Linked DNA regions of Mus musculus: region 1 is linked to region 2. Evidence: chromatin contacts called from public Hi-C data. All regions are on one chromosome and are shown on one strand. The core of a region is the stretch at or near the end of the contact, and the rest is flanking DNA. Distances in the headings are between cores, read along the strand shown. Region 1 holds the start of Unc5d (unc-5 netrin receptor D). Region 2 overlaps Unc5d (unc-5 netrin receptor D).

Region 1 (6,419 bases), core at 2,603-5,102, 340 kb before region 2:
GGTCCGTGACCCATGCCCAAGAGAACCAAGTTATTTTAAGCTCCTAAAAAAATTAATTTTAACATCCATTAAAACTCAGATTTCCCACTAAGCCCATAGATGAGGTAACCTCTAGGACAGATATACTTTATATAGCAATTCCAGTTCTGAAGCCTTACAATGATCTTTAGCCTCTCTCTTCAGATGTATCTGTGCTCTGTCTCTAAAGATCTTGATCTCACTGGCTTCACCATTTTGCTTTTGTTTCTGTTTTAAATGAGTCACATGCAGATCTTGAGACAGGATAATCTACTGTTTCGGGCAGCCAAAACATCACCTCTTCATTTGAATGCCTTCCTGTCAAAAGTCATATATATTTTTTTAAGTACTGATGTTAATTTTCAGTAATCTACATTTAAAAAAATCTTACTCATATATCTATCTTCATCAGGAGTAGAGTTACCTCCATAACTTTAATAATTTTATGGGATTTCAAGAAGGAAAGCCACCTCCTTGGCAAGCCATTCCATGTAAACATCGCATCTTCCTTCTGCATTGTATAGAAGTTGTTTCCCTATCTCTACCTTATGCACTTTCCTTGGAGTTTTGCCACTTACAGAGTTTTGCCACAAGCAGATTAGCTAATAACTCTCCCAATGTACTAGAATAGCTTGCCAGCTTGACACAAACTTCACCAGGGAAGAAGGAACTTCAACTGAAGCATTTCCTCCAATTGTGTTGAAATTGAAGAGCTCATGACTGGGACCAATGCTCTCCTAGAAGAGGCCTTACCTTCTTCGCCTTTTGACTCTGTGGTGACAGGGGACAGGACACCATCAGGAAATGGGTCCTCAATGCATGCTAAATCTGACATCACTTTAATCTCAGGTTTTCTAACATTCATAGCTGCTAGAAATAAATTTATATTATTTAGAACCTGATAATTCTTCAGTATTTTGTTACAGCAGCCTGGCCCTTCTAAGACATACTGGGTTATAGTTAGTATTATAGCTTAATTATAATTCTAAAATAATCTCTCTGCAACACAGTGTGCTTCATAAACAATTATTTCAATTCCAGAAGACACAGCATTCATTTCCAGTGCACTTGAGCAACTTGTATTCAAAAATCATAGGATGTCACAGAAGTTGATGATTTAAAAAATGTCATTAGTTATACAGTTCGGTCAAATAATATCAGTTTTCCGTAGAGGAAACAGGAGGGTCTGGCTTACCCTAAGCCCACCAGTCAGCTCTTGGCAGTGTGAGGCTGAGTTGCTTTGTGACCAGATTCTCAGGCTTGTTGTCTTCTTCCTCTCCTCCCTCCTCTTCTTTACAGTGTGTGTGTAAGCAGGTGAGGTGCATGGTGTGTGTGTGTGTGTGTGTGTGTGTGTGTGTGTGTGTATGCGCAAGCGCACTAGTGAGTGTATGTGCATGAAAGGGTGTTTAAGGCATGCTTGTCGATACTAGAGAACCCATCTCGAGAACCGGTGCTCACCTTTCACTCCTGGTTCCTTGGGATCAAGCTCAAGTGGCAAGCTTATGCTGCAAGCAGTTTTACCCATGATTCATCTCACTTTTACCCATGATTCATCTCACTAGCCCCAGTTCTTGCATGGCATGCTGTTGCTCCTGGGACAGAGGTCCTAATCGCGAATGATAACCACTCAACTGTTTTGTCCAAATAGATATGGTTATCTACACAAAAATAAACAGCTGTACAGGATTTAAACTAGTGGAAGTTATACACATGCATGAAATTCATGTGTGTGGCATAATTTATATGCAGTGTAAAATATAGGGCGTGCAACACTTCAGGTAACACTGAAGGTACAGCGTCTGCTCAGCCCATAATTAAATAAGCCTCGCTGACCAGACAGACATGCCCATGGCTAGCTCTGTGGATGTAGAATTACAGAAAATGGTTCTTGTTCCTGATGTTCCGCAACCATTTACTTACATCAGCCTTGGGCAATTTTCTTCTAAAGTCAAATTCATTGTCCTTACCTACCAATAGTGATAATATATCAGCTTTGTAGAGTCTTCTTTAAAAACATGTATGAAGACCCACTCCTTAAGATTAGGATTTGTTCAATGGTAATTTTGTTTTTCCACCATTTCATTCATCATATTTTCTAGAATTATTAATGTCAAACTAGCTTATCTATTTTTCAGATTCCCAAAATAAACTGACTTTATTTTTTGCTCCCTGTGGGGACAATAAAGAGAATTAACTATGGTCATAGAATATTGAAAATATAACTAAATTTTTCTTTCTTTCTTTTTAAACAGAAATGCTCATTTGTAAGGGGACTGTCACATAGTCTTCAGCCATACAGGAAGGCAGGCAATGAATGAGTAGTTTCTGGGAGACAGGTGAGGCGTATTTGGTAGATTAATTCTCAATTCACCTTCTCAGAAGGAAAGGACAAACCCCTCATTTACCAAGATTCTAAAGAGATTTCCAGGCAAGTCCCTGGCCAGGCCCCACATCAGTCTTTGCTTTGAAGTATCTGTTCCCCAGGGTTTGGTTTTCTCCACCAGGACCTAAACTTGTTATTGAGCTGCAAGAGCTCTGTAGGAAAAAATCAGCTCCTTCCGCTGACGTGCACAAGCCTGGTGTCTGCAGAGAGGGATGGCCTACCTGTTTATCGGGTAATCAATCTTTGTCTATCATCCCCTTTGTCTTTGGGAGCAAGTAAGTTAGTGTGATTACCTCCTTCACAACAATCTCTCCACCTCAAACCATTTTTTTTTTCCATACAGAGGTGTTTGGGAGCAGGTTGCACTTGGACAAGATTTTTGTTGTTGTTGTTGTTTGTGTGTGTGCATGTGTGGGCTAGTGAGCTTGGTAGCCATTGAGGAATCACTTGCCAATGCTGTCTTTTAATTGAAGCTTTCCATCTGTATTGAGAACCCAGATTTCTGACCAGCTGAGTACAGGGGACATTTTGAAAGCTTCTGACAGAAAGCCATGGTCTGACTGTGGAGACCTGGACAGGAAGCCAACGGTCTTGGGGAAGGGGGTTGTCGTCTGTAGCTGGTTGCCTGCTCCAGCGGATGGGGTAAAGAGACAACTTTGAGGCCCTTCCAAGATCAGGTAAAGATCAAGCCATCTAATAAAAGGGGACTGGGAAGGGAGGGGTGGTGTGCTTAAACAAATGTTCCCTTTCTTTCTTCTCTGAAGACTTTGAGCAGGTCTCCTTTTGAACTTTACTTACTTACTAGAAAGGCAATTTCGAGGGCCTGAATTGGAATGAACAAAACCACATTAAGTGGTCAGATGTGAAGCAGTTTTGAGAACTTTTGAGATTCCAGAGCGGCAAGTATTAAAAAAAAAAAAAAAAAAAAAAAAAGGTTTTGCTTCCTTAAAGTAAAATTTGATCCCATACATCCCCAGAAGCCCTCGATTCATTTCCCTCTTCGTTTTCACATTTGGGCACAGTTGAAGCTTATCATTGCCCCCACCCCCCACCCCCACCCTCTTTTCTCCCTAGCGCCCGTCCCGTCCTCCCCAGGACTGCGGGTAAAAGTGGAACTCAAAGTTGAGCGAAACCTTGGTTTCCTGGAAGCCGCTGTCTCACTCAGAGTTAGCAAGCCAGACGCCCACATTCTGCCGCTGGGCGCTCGCCTCCAAGAGGCCGGGCTGCTCGGCACAGCTTGCGCTCGCGCATCCTCGCCTCCGGCCGCCGGGCTCGGGCGCGCTGCAATCCCGCACGCGCGGGGGCCTCTGCAGCGGGGAGGCGGTGCCCGCACGTGCGGCGGCTGCGGACTCACCTGCGCCTCCCGAGCCCGGCCCCGCCCATCGCCCCGCCCCGGCGTGACTCATTGGCCGCCGCTCGGAGGGGTGGAGCAGAGGCGGCCCCGGGGCTCATTAGCGATGCGGTCTCCAGGCTCGGTTTGGTAGTCCCGGACCCGGAGCGGAGCTGGGGCTGCGGGCCGCTTAGCGGGGACGGCGGGCGGCGCCGCAGGAGGCGATGGGGGCGCGCGCTGCGTCCCGCTGCCCATCTGATATCCCTGTTCCGCTGCTGTAGGGAGCGGCGGTGGGGAAAAAGAGACTCGCCACAGACCACCACCTCCGGGGAAACCTACTGGCGTTGGCTCCCTGCCGTCGTTCCTCGCGGACTTCCAGGGCGTGGAAGAGGAGCGAATCCTGAGAGGAGCTCGGAGCATGGGGACAGGGGCTGCAGACGGCAGCCGCGGGGCGCGCCGGTGGCTCCCATGGCTAGGACTCTTTTTCTGGGCGGCGGGGGCTGCGGCTGCCCGAGGTAAGCGCTGGGTGGACAGCGGTGCGCGAGGGGAGCGGGACTCTCACCTTCGGCGTGGGTTTCCCAAGTTGTTCTGGCTTCTCTCCGCGCGCGTAGCCCGACTCAGTGGGAACCGTGTTAGAGGAGCTCCAGGGGACCACTGCCTTTCAACCCAAGTTTGCTATCTGCAGTAATCCTACAGGTTGCTCTGACCGGGCCCCCCCCCCCCTTGAGTTTGCACCCGCTGAGATTTTCCAACCTCCCTCCCCACCCTCCGCCCCTCAATTGTTGCAGACTGGAAAACTCGTCTTCCCTATATCCTCTCTCGCCTTGGTCCTCTCCACTTTTCCTTCTTGGGCGAGCTCGTCCCTGGGTGGGAGCCCACGGTGATGTTCGAGAGTGCATAGGGAAAGAGGCATGCCCGTGGGTTCCAATAGAGACTGCGCTTTTTTTCCCCTTCAGGGGGAAGCATCCAAGCTGGTCACTTCGCTCTGCACCAAGCCCCTCGGGCGACCCTAGTCTTGGCTCTAAGCCAGCAGTGGTTTTGCCTTACAGAATCTGCGAGGGGGCAAGAGCTCTGGGGAGTGTGTACCCTGGGGTTTAACTGCGCCTGCAGTGCCCAGCCGGATAAGCAGTTGGCCGGAGGGAGGCTGTACTCTCGGCGCATCCTCTCCCTATCGGGTGCTTATACCAGCTTAGAAGCGCGGGCCCTACTGAGCAGCAGGGAAATTTAGAAGCAGAGATTTCTCTGCTTCTAATAAGCTCAGGAGCCCCCCCCCCCCCCCCCACACACACACACATACACACACTCTTTTTCTAGATCCGCTGCACTCCAGCAGAGCATCAACTTAAAGATAAACCACACGGACCTGTTTTGAAGCTGATCACAGGCAGTTCCAGACAGCCCCAGTGCTGTGGCTACCTTTGAAATAATCTAGAAGCTTCCCTTTCCCTGCCCTTCTTTACCTTTCTTCTTTGCTGCTTGCCATCCAGCCGGCTTAGAATATGTAATTGCATTAAATGATTTACCTAACGCTTGTCTAGCAAGAGGTGGCACCGGGCTAACCACCTCTCCTTCTGTTCTGTCTCTTGAACATATCGCTAGTAGCTGTGAGGCCTTTGGAAGGGTTGACAAAGATGCCAAGAACCGGTATAATCTCATTTTTTTTAATAGAAGCTAACGGTGTTAGGAGCAGCGATACCGCCTGGAAAGAGGAATTAAAAGGGTGGATAGAGGTTTTCAGCAGTATGATCCTATTCTATGCCTATTTGCATTTCATTTCCTGAACTTTTTCACCCTCCCCTTTTCTTTTTATAATGGAGCAGGCTTTCAAAAATAAGGAAAGGCTTTAAATACGAGTGATTGTTAGAGTGAGGCGTGTTTCTTTCTCTTGTTGGAGGAGCCTGGGCTTCAGCCATTTAGTATACTACGGGGGAACTAGAGACTGCCTAACTGCTCAGGCAACTCTTGAGTGTTTTCTATTCTGTTAGGGGGAAAGCAGGGGTGCCAGGGGTCGGTGCTTTGCCCCTCTCTTTCTCCTACATGAGGCCTGAAATGTCCGAGTTACTACTTTCTAGTCACAGCATGGGATCGCTCATGATGACTGACTCCAGATACTGACCCTCAGAATCTGGTTTGTGGAGTTGTCTTTAAGCCAGCTCAAAACAAGAGGTGGGGACACACGCCAGCAGCCTTTTGGATGCGGTTTTGCTGGCTGTGAACGAAGGCTAGCACCTCTTGTCTGCAAGCTGTTCTGTAAAGGTCTCCTGGAAAACATACTGTACACTCTGCAGGCTTAGTTACAACAAATGCCTTGCACAGATCATAGAAAATGCCCAAGACACATGGAGCAGTAAATCTGAGTAATGCTTCCCTTGTCATGGTTTCTATTCACCTTTAGCAGCTTTGGAAGATACTTCAAGAAATGAGCATTAAGCCGGCTACCAAACCAGTGCATTCTCTCGCACCTGGCTTTGGGCAGGTGGGCACACACAGTAGAAGTTTCCAAATCACAGACGTTCTCTGTATTACGTTCTATCATTTAGGCAAGGTATGGTGCATTAAACCTGGGATGCTGCGGACTTGTGTAGCATCCCTCTGTAGTAGTCTCACTGTGTTGTGTATGGTTGGTTGGTTCTATAGGTAATTTCTGTATTTGCAAGTTAAATAGTTTGTATTTTGAAGCACTTTTCC
Region 2 (5,948 bases), core at 3,060-5,559:
CGTTTTTGTGTTCCTGGATAGGAAGCAATAAGTCCTTTCAGTTGTTAAAAGCTGCAAACTGCCTTTGGTCTTTCTGGTAATTTGGACCCGTCATCTAACTGCTCAAATAAGAAGAAAAAGGATTGTGAGTTTTCATGCAATTTAGCTTGGAAAATCCTGAGCTAGAGTTCTTTCCTGCAAAAAGTACAATTTATTTGACATGAGTTACGGTGTTTTCACAGACGTGGCTATACCTCTTAGTAATGTACACGCTCGGTTCTCCACATGAGCCAAGGGATCCTCTCATTTGTTCTGCCCCATTTCGTTTGGAAATATGGGGCTCTTCTTCCTTGTGTTTTGCTTCTGTTAACATCTGGAAGCTTCGAATGGTGGAGCAATCCCAAGGAAGGAATCACACCCCTGTGAAATGGTAAGTGCATTCATTAATACAGGAATTAAAGCAAGGCACACAGGCCTTACAACACCACACACACCAAAGACATTAATCCCAAACACCCACACAATGGAGGTGATGTTGCTTGTGCAAAACTTCTGTTATGGAAAAGCTATTTTTTTTTCCATTTTTTATTAGGTATTTAGCTCATTTACATTTCCAATGCTATACCAAAAGTCCCCCATACCCACCCACCCCCAATCCCCTACCCACCCACTCCCCCTTTTTGGCCCTGGCGTTCCCCTGTACTGAGGCATATAAAGTTTGCGTGTCCAATGGGCCTCTCTTTGCAGTGATGGCCGACTAGGCCATCTTTTGATACATATGCAGCTAGAGTCAAGAGCTCCCGGGTACTGGTTAGTTCATAATGTTGCTCCACCTATAGGGTTGCAGATCCCTTTAGCTCCTTGGCTACTTTCTCTAGCTCCTCCATTGGGAGCCCTGTGATCCATCCATTAGCTGACTGTGAGCATCCACTTCTGTGTTTGCTAGGCCCCGGCATAGTCTCACAAGAGACAGCTACATCTGGGTCCTTTCGATAAAATCTTGCTAGTGTATGCAATGGTGTCAGCGTTTGGATGCTGATTATGGGGTGGATCCCTGGATATGGAAGTCTCTACATGGACCATCCTAAACTACTTCTTGATTGCTCAGTAATAACCTAGAGTTTGCTTTTTTTTCTTCTTCTTTTTTTTAAACAATAATCTGTCATTCTTAATATATTTGGCCCAGGAGTCATTGAACTTGAACTGGTGAAATTCTATGCATTCCAGTATATCTGGAAAAAGTCTAAACTTGGCAAATTTTGCCCCCTTTCTAAAGAATATCATTTCATGCCTTCCACTCTATGCTATTCCTTTTTTACACAGCTGGAACCTTTCTCTTGGGATAAAAGGTTAATGCATTGTGTTGAGAAAAGGCAGAAGAGTAGAAATAAAAGTGTCTTAAATCTTTGAGTTTGTATCTCACAACTTCACTGCCCTGGCGATGAGGATTTGAATATAGTATCTTCCAGGAAACCCATCAATGTGCAGTTGCCTTTGATGATTCACAGATCGCCAAGGTACCTTAGGGAAACATACGTTTGAGCCCACAGAGCTCAGAAGTGATCAATCTCCGGAGTCTTCTGCCGACGTCTGTGTGCATTTAGAGTCCACTTTTATAGAAACGCCCTTCCTCACAGCTCTGTACTTTATCTTGTTCATTGCTGTTTCTTAGAGAATACTGACACATTCTTAAAAGGGTTTGTAGACAATCATTATGAATTCCCTCCGTAACATGTAGCAGACTCTTAAAGACTTGTCTCTGGTGTCTAATTTAACCTTTCCTACAACAACAGCAAAAGTTTGGACACCATTTTCCTTCGATTTAACTTTAACAGTGCTAGAAGTAGTTCCTTACTTCCTGGCACTTTCCAAACACTCCTTAGGTCAGGGTCTCACTGTGTACCCTAGGCTGGCCTCAAGCTCGCTCTGTAATCCATGATGGCATGGACCTTGTAATCCTCCTGTCTCTGCCTTCCTGCACATTCTAAATTCTTGAGCGATGATTTTTTTTTATAATTTTCAGCCCATTCAGTTCATGTAACACTAAGTTGTGTGGCTTTTAATTTGAAGTTGGAATTATAAAGAAATCAGACAAAGTAAAACACAACAGTGACAATTTGCTCATGTTCAGAAAGGTAGATGTGAATGTTCAATGATGCTTAGATGTGCTTGGAATGCAGCTGTCCACTAACAAACTTCTCCACTAGATGGTGTGTCTCATAGCTTCCTTCCAAGGTTTTCTTGGTATAAGATGGAATAATAAATTCATCTACCACCATTGCCTTAAAGGTTATAGAACTTAGTACATATGCTGTATTATACCCTGCAAATACTCTGTCAAGGTTATCCTTAAAATGATATAAATTTGATATTCTAAAACTTTAAAAAAAAAAACTTGATTCAAAAATTTACGACCTCACATTCATAATTCCAAAAAGAGAAAAGATACATCATTAATTATTTGAATTTACTGAATAAGATTTTATTACTTGCATGTGGTTCTTTTATGCCATATTCATTTAACATATCAAATAACACATGGCAAACAACATACATTATGAACTTAGGCTGCAAAGAGATAGTTTTCATGATATAGGAAGAGAAAATCATTGACTCGGGTACAGAATTGGAAATCATGATCCTATTTGCCTCAATGAAATATGGCTTAAAAGTGAGTCGTGTATGAAATGGTGTCCTCTAAGTGACCTCACCATATCCATTTCTGTCTCTGAAGTTTCTTCTTCTTGCTGTTATCAGACAACACTCTCAAGTTAATTTGCTTGCCTCTGCCAGACACCTCTGAGCTGATTAATTCTAATCTCTAGTGTGGCAGAGACTGGAGAGCTTGGGTGTATTCTTCATTTCTGTACTTAAGTCTGAACTTGTGATACTTCTGCAGAATGTGTGAAGTGCTTATTATCCTGGGGAAACTAAAGAGCGTTCGTTCATTAAGCGTAGTGCACATACACATTCAAAGGATGAGGACTTTTTCTTTCTTTCTTTCTTTTTTTTTTTTTTTGTCAGAATATATTTTAATCTTGTTGCTAGGATAAGGAGGCAAAAGACATTTAGCCCTAATTAGTCATCTGCCATTAAAATGAAATATGGTTCCACCTTTTAATTACCTATATTCAATTTATTATTTTCAGTAGCATGCTCGTCTGAAGACAGCTAAGTTCACCCACAATATAGGATTAGATTTTTATGACATTTCTTCCAGAGGTTTGTAATTTCAGAAACACGGGGAATCTGTGTGTTATTAGTGAGCAAGAGAGCCCTGTCATATAAACTAAGTTTCACAATGAATATCCTTGAAACCTTCAACACTGAGGGAGAATAGTACCCAGACCCTTAAGAAGCCTTTTCTCTTTCCAACGTTGATAAGTCCATTTTGTGTAATCTTACAATATTCTGTAGTTCTGCTTTCATAGAAGATGTTGCCGAATTGGTAGGACAACTTGAAGTATGTTCTCCTTTTACCTGGTAGCACAATGATGACAGCAGTCTTTATAGGTTGCTTGTGACGATGCTCTTGGCACTTGTCACAGAAGTAGACATGGATGAGAACCTCCATACATTTGTTTTTCAACTCAGTATCTGTCACCAACTTTATGATGTCTTTGATTCGTTTCTTAAAAACACCATAATAACAATTAAAAATGATAATAAGTGATTATTCAAAATATGGGAAAGCTTTCTATTGCTCATGCACAGTTGTAGAGTCTAATCTGGGAACCATCAGAGGTCAATAGGAAGTGTTGCCCTATCTAAGCAATGAAGGCAGTTCTTCCAGGAGAGTGGGCGATTTACCGGCTGCTCAGCAGGTGGAGGGAGATGGTGAGGCCACCTCAGAGCAACAGCTATCCAAAAAGCACTCTATGGGCTTTGAGGGTCAGTAGAAAGCCCATGGATGCCAGAAGTCCTGGGTTCCTCCCATCCCTCTTAGAGCTGACCATGGTGCTGATACTCATGAAATTCCTATGGTCTTGTGGATTTTTCCCCCCTTACAGGAAGCTAAGTAATGATTCACTTGGTTAGTACCCATATAATTATGACACATCATATCCTAGAAAATAAATCAGGACTGTGTGGAATATGACTGGAAAAACAAAATAGAACAAGAAAACAGACCCAGAGTTTCCCATAAAAAAGCAACAATGCCCCTCCAACTAAGCTCTCTAGGCAATGGCCACTTGCATATGGTTTGTAAAAAAGCAAAACATGTTTAAGGACAAAGAAGGATTCTAGCTTTCTGCTGAGGTCTGCTTATTCTGTGTGAGAAGCTGAGCATCCTACCCGAGAGAACTTCAGCTGAGAGGAGGGAAGCTGTGGGGGTGGTGAGCGCGTGGGAACTGTGTCTAATCCCTCCCTGAGCACCCATCACCAGGTGCATCCAAGAACTGGCTGCAACAATAACCAGGCAGGATGCTAGTGATGGGCTTTGTGCTGGTGTGATAATGAGCTGTAGATAAAAGGCAGGAGGACAGCTGTTAGTAGGCACCAGGCTGTCATTGGCATGGCTCTGAATGTTAAATACTACTCTGGGATCTTTTATGCTCTATGCACCAAGTTAGGATCTTACACTGAGACTGTGTAGCCCTTTTATTGAATTTTTGCCAGATATAATTCATTTTAATTCTTTTCTCTTCACTGTCTCCCCCACCCCACCCCCTCTTCACTTGTGCATTTCTCTGCCTTGACTTGTGAAACATCTACCTTCAATTAGTTGGAAAATGCTCTAACTTTTCGCCTCCCTACAGGATTAAACCTGCTAAAAGTAACTAGTGTTTTCTATCTGATAAATAAGGGGATTACAGCAGTAACTGCTGTCAGCGTTTTTCTCATTTAAACAAATAAAGCTGACAAATGATGAAGTTCTGTGCTGCTCTGTTATGCTTAGAACATGCAGAGTGATTATTCATCTGCTGCCAATGTTAGTCTATCCACAACTAAACCATCCCAGAACCTAGAAAGCTTATTAGCATATCAGTACCGTAGTTATATTTTTATATTCTGTGAGACCCTACTCCATAGCAAAGGCTGATGCCCATAATTTGCATGATCATTTAAAGGTGTGGGCTTTCCCCTGTTTATTAGAGTTGTGCAAGTTATTGGGTACAATGCCTCTCTTCTTCATGAGATACAATGTTTTATTAGTTTTATTTGTACCACTGTAACGTTTCCTGCAATCAAGTTAGCTGACATCTCTGGAGATAGAAAAGTATATAGCTGTGTCTGCTTGCAATACAGATGGGTGAACTTTAGTGGAGATGATAGGAGCAGTTACCTTAAATAGAGAGGCTTTGCTTAAATGTTTTCCAAATCCACATATGTGCATAGTTATTGCCTATGTATATATATATATATATATATATATATATATATATATATATATTCACAAAAGAACTGAAGATTTGATAAAGAATGCCCTACTTTTTAAGAAAGACACCTTATTAAAGCAGCATTATCTTCTTATGCTAAGTAAAACACAAGAAATATAAAGAATGTATTGTGTTGTAAGGATTTTCTTAGACATGATGGTCTGACTAACTGAAGCCCTCACGTTTGAAGGAGTCATCAAGCAATTAATATACATTTGTGTGTGTGTGTGTGTGTGTGTGTGTGTGTGTGACAATGCCATTCGTGATCTGCTGCCTTGATCATGCTGATTAGGAGGCCACACCGTGTTCAGAAGAAGCCCATTTGTGTTGGCTTTGCTTTGTGACCCCTTGAAGAACCTCTGAAATGGACCAGTAGCTGAGCCATCCTGATGTTGAATTCATGACTTGAGGCTCTTCCTCTCCATCCTGGATGGGATGTCAAAAAGAATTCCAGAAACAGAGCAAGATAAGTTCTTTCCATGTTTTAGGGACTTGCTTTCTCTTTGTTCTTGCCAAAGTATCCTGTAAAGGTCTCTGTGTAGATTAGTCAAACAGGTTTAAGGCCTGTTGATCTTGTGGGGAGTGCTC

Evidence for each region. Hi-C and Micro-C count contacts between places; a contact is called where the count stands out from the background.
Region 1: a Hi-C map of cortical neurons shows a contact between it and region 2, with 4 times the contacts expected there. The contact joins the promoter of Unc5d here to the enhancer-like site in region 2. A contact is called at or near these places in 1 of 39 promoter capture datasets (hippocampal neurons), 3 of 484 Hi-C or Micro-C datasets (cerebral cortex and cortical neurons) and 1 of 9 other capture datasets (pancreatic islet).

Annotation. Positions count from the first base shown.
Region 1 is chr8:29,217,069-29,223,487 of GRCm38.p6, reverse strand. It overlaps Unc5d (unc-5 netrin receptor D), which reads left to right and starts at 3,852. Exons shown (of 18, transcript NM_153135.3): 1 at 3,852-4,246. The coding sequence starts at 4,150.
Region 2 is chr8:28,879,237-28,885,184 of GRCm38.p6, reverse strand. The region is part of intron 2 of Unc5d (unc-5 netrin receptor D); the gene reads left to right. Among named protein-coding and RNA genes, the nearest start is that of Gm32505, 180 kb to the right of the region's middle. Within about 2 kb of position 4,309, at least 22 of the 459 cell types and tissues checked have an H3K27ac peak or open chromatin away from gene starts, as enhancers often do. A contact at or near this core is called in cerebral cortex, cortical neurons and hippocampal neurons, where this site is marked.